3 separate regions of the Sus scrofa genome follow, and all the other regions are linked to region 1. Evidence: chromatin contacts called from public Hi-C data. All regions are on one chromosome and are shown on one strand. Each heading gives the region's core, a stretch centred on a gene start, on an enhancer-like site or on the middle of the called end of the contact. The rest is flanking DNA. Distances are from core to core; before and after follow the strand shown. Region 1 has its middle 160 kb from the start of CEP44. Region 2 has its middle 140 kb from the start of HAND2. Region 3 holds the start of HAND2 (heart- and neural crest derivatives-expressed protein 2).

What was found. A called contact is a pair of places that touch in the nucleus more often than the background predicts.
Region 2: a contact with region 1 is called in a Hi-C map of embryonic fibroblasts, with 2.1 times the contacts expected there. The contact joins two enhancer-like sites. A contact is called at or near these places in 3 of 47 Hi-C or Micro-C datasets (embryonic fibroblasts, fetal heart ventricle and heart right ventricle).
Region 3: a Hi-C map of embryonic fibroblasts shows a contact between it and region 1, with 3 times the contacts expected there. The contact joins the promoter of HAND2 here to the enhancer-like site in region 1. A contact is called at or near these places in 5 of 47 Hi-C or Micro-C datasets (embryonic fibroblasts, fetal heart ventricle, fibroblasts and 1 more).

The regions. Positions count from the first base shown.
Region 1 is chr14:16,050,953-16,054,322 of Sscrofa11.1, reverse strand. No RefSeq gene overlaps it. Among named protein-coding and RNA genes, the nearest start is that of CEP44, 160 kb to the right of the region's middle. Within about 2 kb of position 1,827, at least 2 of the 83 cell types and tissues checked have an H3K27ac peak or open chromatin away from gene starts, as enhancers often do.
Region 2 is chr14:16,317,734-16,320,928 of Sscrofa11.1, reverse strand. No RefSeq gene overlaps it. Among named protein-coding and RNA genes, the nearest start is that of HAND2, 140 kb to the left of the region's middle. Within about 2 kb of position 1,583, at least 3 of the 83 cell types and tissues checked have an H3K27ac peak or open chromatin away from gene starts, as enhancers often do.
Region 3 is chr14:16,458,491-16,461,539 of Sscrofa11.1, reverse strand. HAND2 (heart- and neural crest derivatives-expressed protein 2) reads right to left here and starts at 1,451. Exons shown (of 2, transcript XM_013982698.2): 1 at 816-1,451. The coding sequence starts at 1,370. It overlaps LOC100517194, which reads left to right and starts at 2,324. Exons shown (of 6, transcript XM_021073071.1): 1 at 2,324-2,370; 2 at 2,636-2,895; 3 at 2,991-3,049. The coding sequence starts at 2,324.

The DNA.
Region 1 (3,370 bases), core at 578-3,077:
TTAAGCTTTCTTGGGTATGTACTTCATTTAGATATAACTGGAGAAACGAAAGCATTTCAGACTGTTAAAAAGAAACAATACAAGGGTTAGTCAAATGCAGTGTGAAATGAATATTTATGTCTGATTCCCTTACAACACCATGGCTCCCCAGGACTGTAAATAATGGTTTCGTGATGTCAAATGCCTCTGTTCATTTGCATCTATTCTCAAAGTTTCTCTGAATTTTTTAAAATGTAATAAGAGGAAAACAAGTAGAAGGAGACTGAAAGGAAAATTAATATTGGATAGAAAATATTTATCCAAGTATGTGAAGACTAAATGCTGTGTAGTAAGAACATGACTCTGGGGAGAAAGAATAGTTACAATAGTCTAAACAAAATATATACCTACACTTGGGGAAATTCTGTACTGGAGACTACTAGTAGTTGCATTTTCATAAGAAAGTGTGGAGCTCTCGAACAAAACCTGCATGTGCTCCATACCTCTGACACATGTGGAGACTGACAGGTGTAAAGGAATCCACCAAGCTCCTGGTCAGTGCGAGAGAACGACCTGGGCAGTGGAATGGTGTTACAGTTCCATTCTCTCTGCCTCCAGGCATCTCTGCTGAGCTATCATTAATGCAGTAGAATATATAGAAGATTTAGAAAAACATCTAATTCTATGTAGTTCCACCAGACACAGTGACTAAAAAGTGGGGAAGAGAAAGAAGTGAGGATTAACGCCATTGGACCAACACTAGAAGAAGCCACAATTTTAAAGCCATCAATGTTGATCTTTTGATTTTCTCTCTTTGGTTATATCCTCACACCTTTCCAAATCCTCCTCATGTGAGTCTTTGATGGATGTTAAGTAAACTTTCATGATTGGGGAAACTCAAGTTTATCTCTGCCCTATTAGTGGTTACCTGACTTGGAATTACTCCTGTTACATTCATTCAAAGACAATTTCTGGACTCCACCCCCCACCCCCACCCCCCATCGCTTCTTCCTTTTTCTTCCCCACTTTCTGGCCACAGAGGCAGCATATGGAAGTTCCTGGGCCAGGAAATGAATCAGAGCCAGAGCTGCCACCTATGCTGTAGCTGCTGCAAAGGTGGATCCTTAACCCACTGCACCACATTGGGAACTCCACCCCTTCTTCCTTTATAGGATAATCCAAGGCCCAAGCTCAAGTTACTTCTACATGTAACCTAGTTATTATCTCCCATCCATTAAGGACTCCTTTGTCCTGACTACTATCTGTAGCACACACATTTGAAATAATTATATTTAATTTCTCAATTTGTTATTCGTTTTCTAGGATTGTTCATAGATTATTTCAGGTGTATCGATGGCTTCATGATAAACTCCTTGAGGACCCAAATGATATATATTATGGTATTTTTGTCTCACCAAAAGCACAAGTGAAAATTAACATAAACGTAGAAAACCTGAAGGAACAAGATTCAGTACGTTCTTGCTCACTGCACATACTTATGTTTTGTAAGGTCATTCTCTTGCTGTGTTGCCTAATTTCTAATGAACTTAGCAGTGGAAATTATTGTCCAAAAAAGAAAAGAGATCAAACTGGTCAATGGCAGAAGAGGGGTCTTTAGATGAGCATTTCCTGTGGTGCTCCTTGGAATCCCTTCCTGTATTACTCACTTTGCTTGAGATTGTCTAGAAAAAGAACAAAAAGGAAAATAAAAATGACATTGAAATTTAGGACATTTGGAAAAGAATGGGACACTACTTTGAGGAGATAAAAGGGGCAAAGACATGCTGGCATTTTGAAGGCCATTTTCCGTGAGTTTGTCAAATGCCAACTATGCTAATTTAGCATATTGAACCAGTGATTTGGTTTGTCCTGTTCTGGATTTCTATAACATGAGGAAATTATGACTTTAGTGAATGCCTAAAAATTGCAAAGCGCAACCAATCGCGTTTCTTATTCACTGAAAAACACTAAATGAACATAACATGGTTTTGTCCTATTCACGATATTGAAATGGATATTAGGTAGAATAATTTTATACCTCACCTTTTATTCTTTTAATCAGAACCGAATCTTTCCAAATTATCTTACAAGTCATAAAATTACCTCTTATAGAGTGATGTTCCATGTTGAGCTTGTTTGTCAAAAATCTCCTTTGAATTACCAGTCCTAGTCATGAGCCCAAAATATTTATAATTAAGATCTCTGTGGTAAGACGAATCCATTAATGTTCTTATTTATGCTACCCGTAACTGACAGAATTTAAGGAAACTGACAAACATTACCTCAATAATTCTCTTTGCTCAATTTCTATGTAGAAATGATTGAGGTTTCATTCCATTTACAGAGAAGTGCCATATTTAGAGACATTTAGCAAGACATTCCAAAGCTATAAATAAAATTCCAGCTTAATTCCAAATGCAGTTCTGTACCTCAGTAAGTAGAACCATAGAAAATAACTGGCTGGCTGCCCAAAATTAAGGAGTGGGCTAGAAAGTCTTTCTCAAATCCCAGTTAGTGAAATGAGAAAATTGAAATGAATGCTCCCCAGGATGTGGGGAAATCTGCATTATCCGTAGACCAGCTATAATCATTCCAGTTCCCAAGTTAATATTTATAATTAAAATAGATAACTGTGAAAAAGCCTTGGATTTCGTGTCTAAATGCTTTCTGGCAGTGAGGAGAGAGTCCTGCAAAAGAATTACCCTGACCTGCACTTCCCACAGCCCAGAATTAGAGTGAAAAGTGTTAATGTCCCTTACAATTTTTCTTTCTCAATAGCAACATGTTAAAGTCCCAAGATTTCTCATTATATTATTACAATTTTTAAAAATTGCTGGCTAATCCAATTCTGATCTGAAAAACCTTTCTCTAATTAGTTTCTTTGCAAAATTGGACACAGACAGATTGTAATCCTTCATTTACTGATTTTATTTTAATGCTATTACTCAGCATATGTTGGCTACATTAAACCATTACAGTAAAAATTAAAATGAAAGTCATATGATTTACCCCCCTTTAAAAGTGCTGGACCAGTCTAATAAAAGTTGAGTGCCAAATACCAGATGTCTGATTTAAAAGAAATTCTGAACAAAAAGGAAAAACCCTCCCATTATTCTCTTAAGATATTTGGTTGAGATTAATACCATCCAAGGAAAAATAACGTTTATATATTAATATAGCTGCATGGGTATATTCAACTGAAGGAAAAAGATGCCAGGGATAAAAAATGAAATATGAATATGGATCTTGATTTTTTTAGACCTTCATCTGCATAAATAAATTTGTACTGCTTTTATACACTGTCATTAAGCCAACTTGATATTTTAAAAAGAAAATGAGGAGGTTGTTTCCATTTAAAATAGAGAAGATCAAAATAGGAATATAAGGTATA
Region 2 (3,195 bases), core at 334-2,833, 270 kb before region 1:
CAAGCGCGGTCTCCATAAAGCGGACCCCGCGTGCGTCTTTCAGGCCCTGGCGCACAATAGATCATAGTTAAAAGTCTGTTAACAGACCTCTGACGGCTGAGCCGGGTAGCTTGTGGTTTCCTTCGAAGCCTATTGGCATAATGTGCGTTTATGTGTGAGGTGCAAATTGGCAGTTGCCTTCTATTGGTGCCCTTGGCAGAACAGAAACCATACAGTAGGGCTACCAGCAGGAAGTGCATTGCTTTGAAATTACCCAGCAGGGTTTCTACTTGCTGCTCTTGCTGCTTCTGAGACAGAGGCCTTCCATCGTCTGGCCATGATTAAAATCAAAGTGGAGGCTTCTTTGCTGGGTGCCAGTAAACTTAGGTGAAAAACAGAAACAATCTGGAGTTTTAATTATTTTAAAATGCAATGTAGGCAAGAAACCAAGATGAAAGCATTTTTGACTAATCTATCCCAATTATTTCACATAAACGGATTTGCTAAAAAAGAGACCCATAGAGAGATTGCCTTTACCAGAAACTTCATAACATATCTCACATCCATAAAATATATCTGTGCCACGTATGCCGTTTTCATGAAACTCACAGAGAAAAGTGTCCAAACATTATACTTTGAGGTGAATAGGGAAAACCAGATGTGCATTTACCTTATGCCAAACACAAGATGCTACATTTATATGAAAAAAGCCTTCAAAGCATAGAATAGAATTTATTGGTTAGTTACTACCTTAAAATAATCCATCCGTAAGGGAGCTTCTCTGTGTTATAATTAAGGTTGGTGTAATTCCATAGTAGGCTGGGCAGATAATTCCCATTATGCTTGTAGTTTCCAAAGCTGGCAGCTTCTGGATTTCCTCTTTTCAGTTTCATTTTTTTCCATGCAGGGTACAAAAGCATGAGTCATGAGTTCAGAGTTTGCTGTCTCTAATAATCCACTGGGAGAAAATTTAACTTGATTTGGAACAAAACGTATGGAAGGCAAACTGCTGTTACATTGAACAAGTCAGCTTTCAAATGAATGGTGGTTGGAATCAAGAATTAACATGCAGGTTCTTTGGAGAAACACCCCCCCCCCCCCAAGTACTGGGAGTTCATGCTTTCAGTTAGCAAATGTTTACCAAGTGCCTGCTATGTGGTAAGCACTGTGATTAGAACTAGGGACCAGACTCTCAAAGAGAAGCCAGAGAATTAAATAGTTATTTACACCTGTCACTCTGGACTCGGACTGTCATGCTAAGGACGTATAATGTGCCAGGTAGTACCTAGTGGGGACCCCTAGCCCACAGGTGGGATTTGACCACAAAGAGGGTGTGAATGTTACATTTCTATCATGATGGTCACATATTTTTAAAGACATATATAGTATGACTGGGTATATTTATACAGCAGAAATTGTCTCAATGCTGTGAATCAACTATACCCTAATAAAAAATAAATTAAAAAAGACATATAAGAAGAGGAAAAATATATCATTTTGATTGCAAGGTTAGAAATGGCTTAGGAAAATTGGATATGCAGGTCCATTCTCATCCTTTGAAAGTTTTCTTCTTCTAACCCTAATTTATTGTGAAACTTCAAATCATTTGGTTACAGCCAAGAGCAGGTTGACACTGCTCGAGATCAAAGTGCTTGAGCTACCGCATATGCTCAGGCAAGGAAGAAATCTAGATGTCAACCTTCTTCCACTTGAAATTCATATTAGAAAGAGAGAAATCATAATAACAGTTTCATTAAGGAACATTGACGAGTATCTTTTGTACCTATCTAAATTCGGAACCTGGCAGTTATTGGTTTCATCTGATAGACAGAAGCACAGAAGACTCAGCCTGTCCCTGGCCTTGAGGAATGAACACAGAATTTGCCGGCTGTACATGAAAGTCTGCTTACAAAAACTAGCTCCCACTGGTGGAAATACCTTTCTGTTCAGTACACGAAGTTGATGGAAGCTTTTGTCTTTCTCAAATTCTCCTCCTGATCAGATTTTATTTTTGCTCCAAGACAACCTTTAATTGAATAAACATAGTCATTTCGTTCAGAAAGAATTTCCATGACATGTGTTGAATAAAATGTACATGTTCTGTATCCATCCCAGCAGCACCACCTATTGTTATGTTGTAGCCTTTGTACTAAACTTTCAGGCATCTAATTTGTTTATTCCCCAATATCCCGCTTTGGCTTCTGATATACTACACATTTTACAGGGTATAAAGGTTGAGCATGAAGACTGTGGTGATATTTCTCAAGTGATAAACCAGTTCTGTAAATAAAATGCATTTTTGTGGCACTTCAGACTTTCATTTGAATTGGTGAAAGGAAACTGAATGGAGAGGCCGTATGATTATAAAAATATTTAGGAATGGTGGAATAGTGTTTGGTAAATGAGATCCAAGTCTTTAAAGTTACTACTATTATATATTATTTATAAAGTAAAAGTGGCATTTTTTTCCCAATGGGGTTTAAAAACACTGGGAAATAAAAAATATTATTATTTGCATTTACAAGTGAAAACAAATTCAGGAACAGTCAAATGGGACACTATAGAATTTTTCAGCCTTATTCCCAGAAGAGGCAGAGGTAGGATGGGATATTTTACATAGTCTTTATTTGATATTTACAGGCACATATATGAATGTGAGTCATAAACTATGTTTTCTGTAAGCCATGTTGATTTAAACCATGTAAACCATGTAAAGGACTTTATGAGGAAAATAGTAAGTAACATAAGGAGTATTTCCCTATACATTATACTTTTGAAACTTCCCCCCAACTCTCTGGGGGTGAGTGAGGTGGCCTTGAGCCTTTGTCTTCTTTTCCTGTTATGTCCACTCTTTTTGAAATTTTATCTGCTCATAGGTTCAATTACCATCTCTATGCCGATTGCTTCAAAATTTGTATTTATGTCCCTTACATCTCTCCCAACCTCTAGAAAAAGAATGTCTATAAGTGGGAGTTCCACAAAGTATCTGTATCTAAAACACCACAGACTTATCATTCTTCTGACCAAAGCACCACATCTTCCTGCATTCCTCATCCGTGTTAATGCTCTACCATCTGTCTAGTTGCCCAGGTCTCTCCTTCCTGTTCATGATCTTCACTCAATCAGCCATGACAGTGACATTTCTTCAGTATCTCTGAATCCTCCCATATTTAGTTCAGGCCTTATCATCTCTCACCTGGTTCATGACCATAACTC
Region 3 (3,049 bases), core at 202-2,701, 410 kb before region 1:
CAGGCCTTTCATGGGAATAGCCCTGCTCTAAACACCACTACCCTATGGGCACCTGGTAGGTACTTGAGAAAACTAATTTTCAGTTATAATTTTTCATTTTTGTTAACGATAAAATGACAGTGGTAATATTTACCATTTGTCTTAAATGGGCTCATGCAAACAAAACAAGAAATGCCCATTTAAGTACAGTCGCCTGGGAAGTTACATTTTATCTTCACTGCCAGAGAGAAACGAGATGCATTTTGAAGTTAAAAGTACATATTTTATGTTAACCTTTACGTAACTGGGCATAGTAATCAGAACAACCACAAAACTCTCTTAGAATCAGTGGCAGCCTCGATCTTAAAAGGGGACAATGCGATCAACAGTGAAATCATTGGAATCAAGCGCTTCTAAACAACTTATTTTATAACTATCTGAAAGTAAGATCGGATTGGACGCCAAATGAAGGCTCTAAAGGACAGAAAATGAGGGGTCCGGGCCAGTGCGATCAGAAGATCAATTCGGAACCTGAGTCCTGCCTCAAGGGCCCGGGGGAGCGGGGTGCGGGGGGGGGTGTTGGGGGGGGGGAGAGCAGCAATGACCCGGAGGGAAGATCACCCACACGAAGCATCCCTCTTAACCTCCTCCGCGTGCTGACACCCTCCCCCACCTCCTCTGCTTCTTCGGGAAACCATCTCGACCACAACCTGGTGCAAACAACCTTGTCTCAGGATGCAGCAGAGAGCGCGGTGTGCCATTGCTCAGGCCAAAGGGAAAGAGACCGGGATTCTCGGTCCCCCACACCCCACCGCCCGCCGTCCCCTGGTACTAACCAGCTCCTTCTTCCTTTTCTCTTCTTTCACATCTGTCTTCTTGATTTCCGCCTTAAAGGCCTCCGCCTCGCCGTTCTGGTCGTCCTTGGCCAGCAGGTCCATGAGGTAGGCGATGTAGCTGGTGGCCAGGCGCAGCGTCTTGATCTTGGAGAGTTTGGTGTCGGCGGGCACATTGGGGATACACTCGCGCAGCTCGGCGAAGGCGCTGTTGATGCTCTGAGTCCTGCGCCGCTCCTTGCGGTTGGCTGTGCCCCGGCGCTTCACCGGGCGCGGCCCCCCCAGGCCCGGGGGCCCGGCGCCCGGCGGCACCCCCCCGTAATGGGAGTGGTCCAGGCTGGCGGCACCGCTGGCGTACTCCGGACTGTAGGACAGGGCCATGCTGTAGTCGGGGGGCGACATCTCGGGGTGGCCGATGAGCCAGCCGTGGAAGTAGGGGTTCTCCTCGTGGCTGCAGCGGCTGGCGGCCGCGGCGGCCGCAGCGGCCGCGGCCGCGGCGAACGGATAGCCCTCATGGTGCACCACCGGGTGGTGAGGGAAGCCCCCAACCAGACTCATTTCGCCCTCCGCGCCCCAGCGTGCGCGCAGCCCCGCCGCGCCCCCAGCCCGGGCCCCTGCTTCGGCGCTCGGCGTCCTCCCCCACCCCCCACCCCCAGCCCCCCGGTGCCCGGGCCGGCCCCGCAGCCGCAGAGGGGGCTGCTGCAGCCCGGGCCCCGGCCACCCGCCTGGCCCGCGGGGCCCGCCTCAGCAGCGCCGCGGCCGCCGGCTCCCCATAGGGCGCGGCGAGCTGGTCCCGGCACCGTGCGCCCCTGGCCGCCGCCGCCTCCGGTTCCCGCCTTGTTCCACGGCCCGCGCGCGGGGTCCTGCTTCCCGGGCTGCTGCGGGCAGGCACAGTCCTCTCGTGCTCATGCAAAGGCGTCCCGGCTCCCGCGGGGCTGCTCGGCCGAGTCGCCGGGCTCCGCGCCCCGGCCGCGCTCCTGGCGCCGCGGCTCCTCCGAATCCCGGGAAGAGTCCGAGCCGCGGCTGGAGGAGCCGGCCCGGCTCTGCGGGGAGGCGGCGGGGTCGACCGCTCACTGTGAAGCTACCTCCATGCGACCCTCCCCTTCCCGCCCCTTCCCCTCCCCCAACCAGCCTGATCTGGGTTCTTGGGCGCTTATTGTTTTAATGAAATTTTTGGTTGTTGTTGTTTTGGTCCTGGAATGTGACTTTAGCAGCGAGTAACGTGTTCCGCTCTCCTCTCGTGCTCCCTCGGAGGGTTTTCAGAGAGGTCTCAGTGCATCCATTTTCTCAGAGCCTCTCCTTTCGGGGGAAGGATCTGAGCCCTGCAGGCGCCCTGGAGCGCGAAGGCGGCGGCTGGGGCTTGGAGGGCTGTTGCGCAGCGGCCGTGGGGGCTCCTGGGTGACGGCGGCGGCGGCTGTTCTCCGGGACTGGACGCCGTGAGGGGAGCAAGCGGATTTTCCCAGCAAGATCTCCATGTACAGCTACATCTTTAGGGCCGCTCGGGTTAATATATGTCGTCAGAGGCTCCTCACGCCAATCCCGGGGCGGCGGGGGCGGCGCCTCGCGCTCTCCGCAATAAAACTTTTTGATGTTCTCGTTGCTAATTGCCGAGGTCCTCTTTCAGGATTGGCTGCCCCTTCATAACCATAAGATAATTAAAACGAGGGGGGGGCAGGGTTAAAAAAAAAACTTTTTTATCAGCCAGAGGTTAATGCAAGTGTTTAACAGATGCTTCACTATTAAAATATTTTCCCCTAAGTCTCAAATATTGAAGAATCTCAAATCAGGTACAGTATCACTCCGCTTTCTTTACTGGTTTGAAGGGGGGTGGGGAAAGAAGGCAGATATTGCTTTTCGAAGTGTTCTGTAGGTAACCTAGGCAAGAAAACCAGCAGGCAGCGGGCGCAGTGGGAGCAGAGGCGGCGGGCGGCTGCGCCCCCACAAAGGCGCGTCTCTGGCCGAGGCTGGCGGCGGGGCGCCGCGGGCAAAGCTGAGGCTTTGACCTGGGCGCACGCTGGAAATGCCCGCCTCATCGTCGCTGGATATACCCACCACGTTACCCAGGCTGGGGCCATCTGGGCAGGTGGTGATATTGTGGCTGTTTTTGGAGATCGTGGCTGAGACCCCGGGACTAACGGTCACGCCAGTTGTAAATGCTCTTATTTCCATGTTCTTCAGGGACACCAGCCTCGGCGAAGACCTTGGGCGACTTCAAAGCGCAGGCACCTCGATTCCCC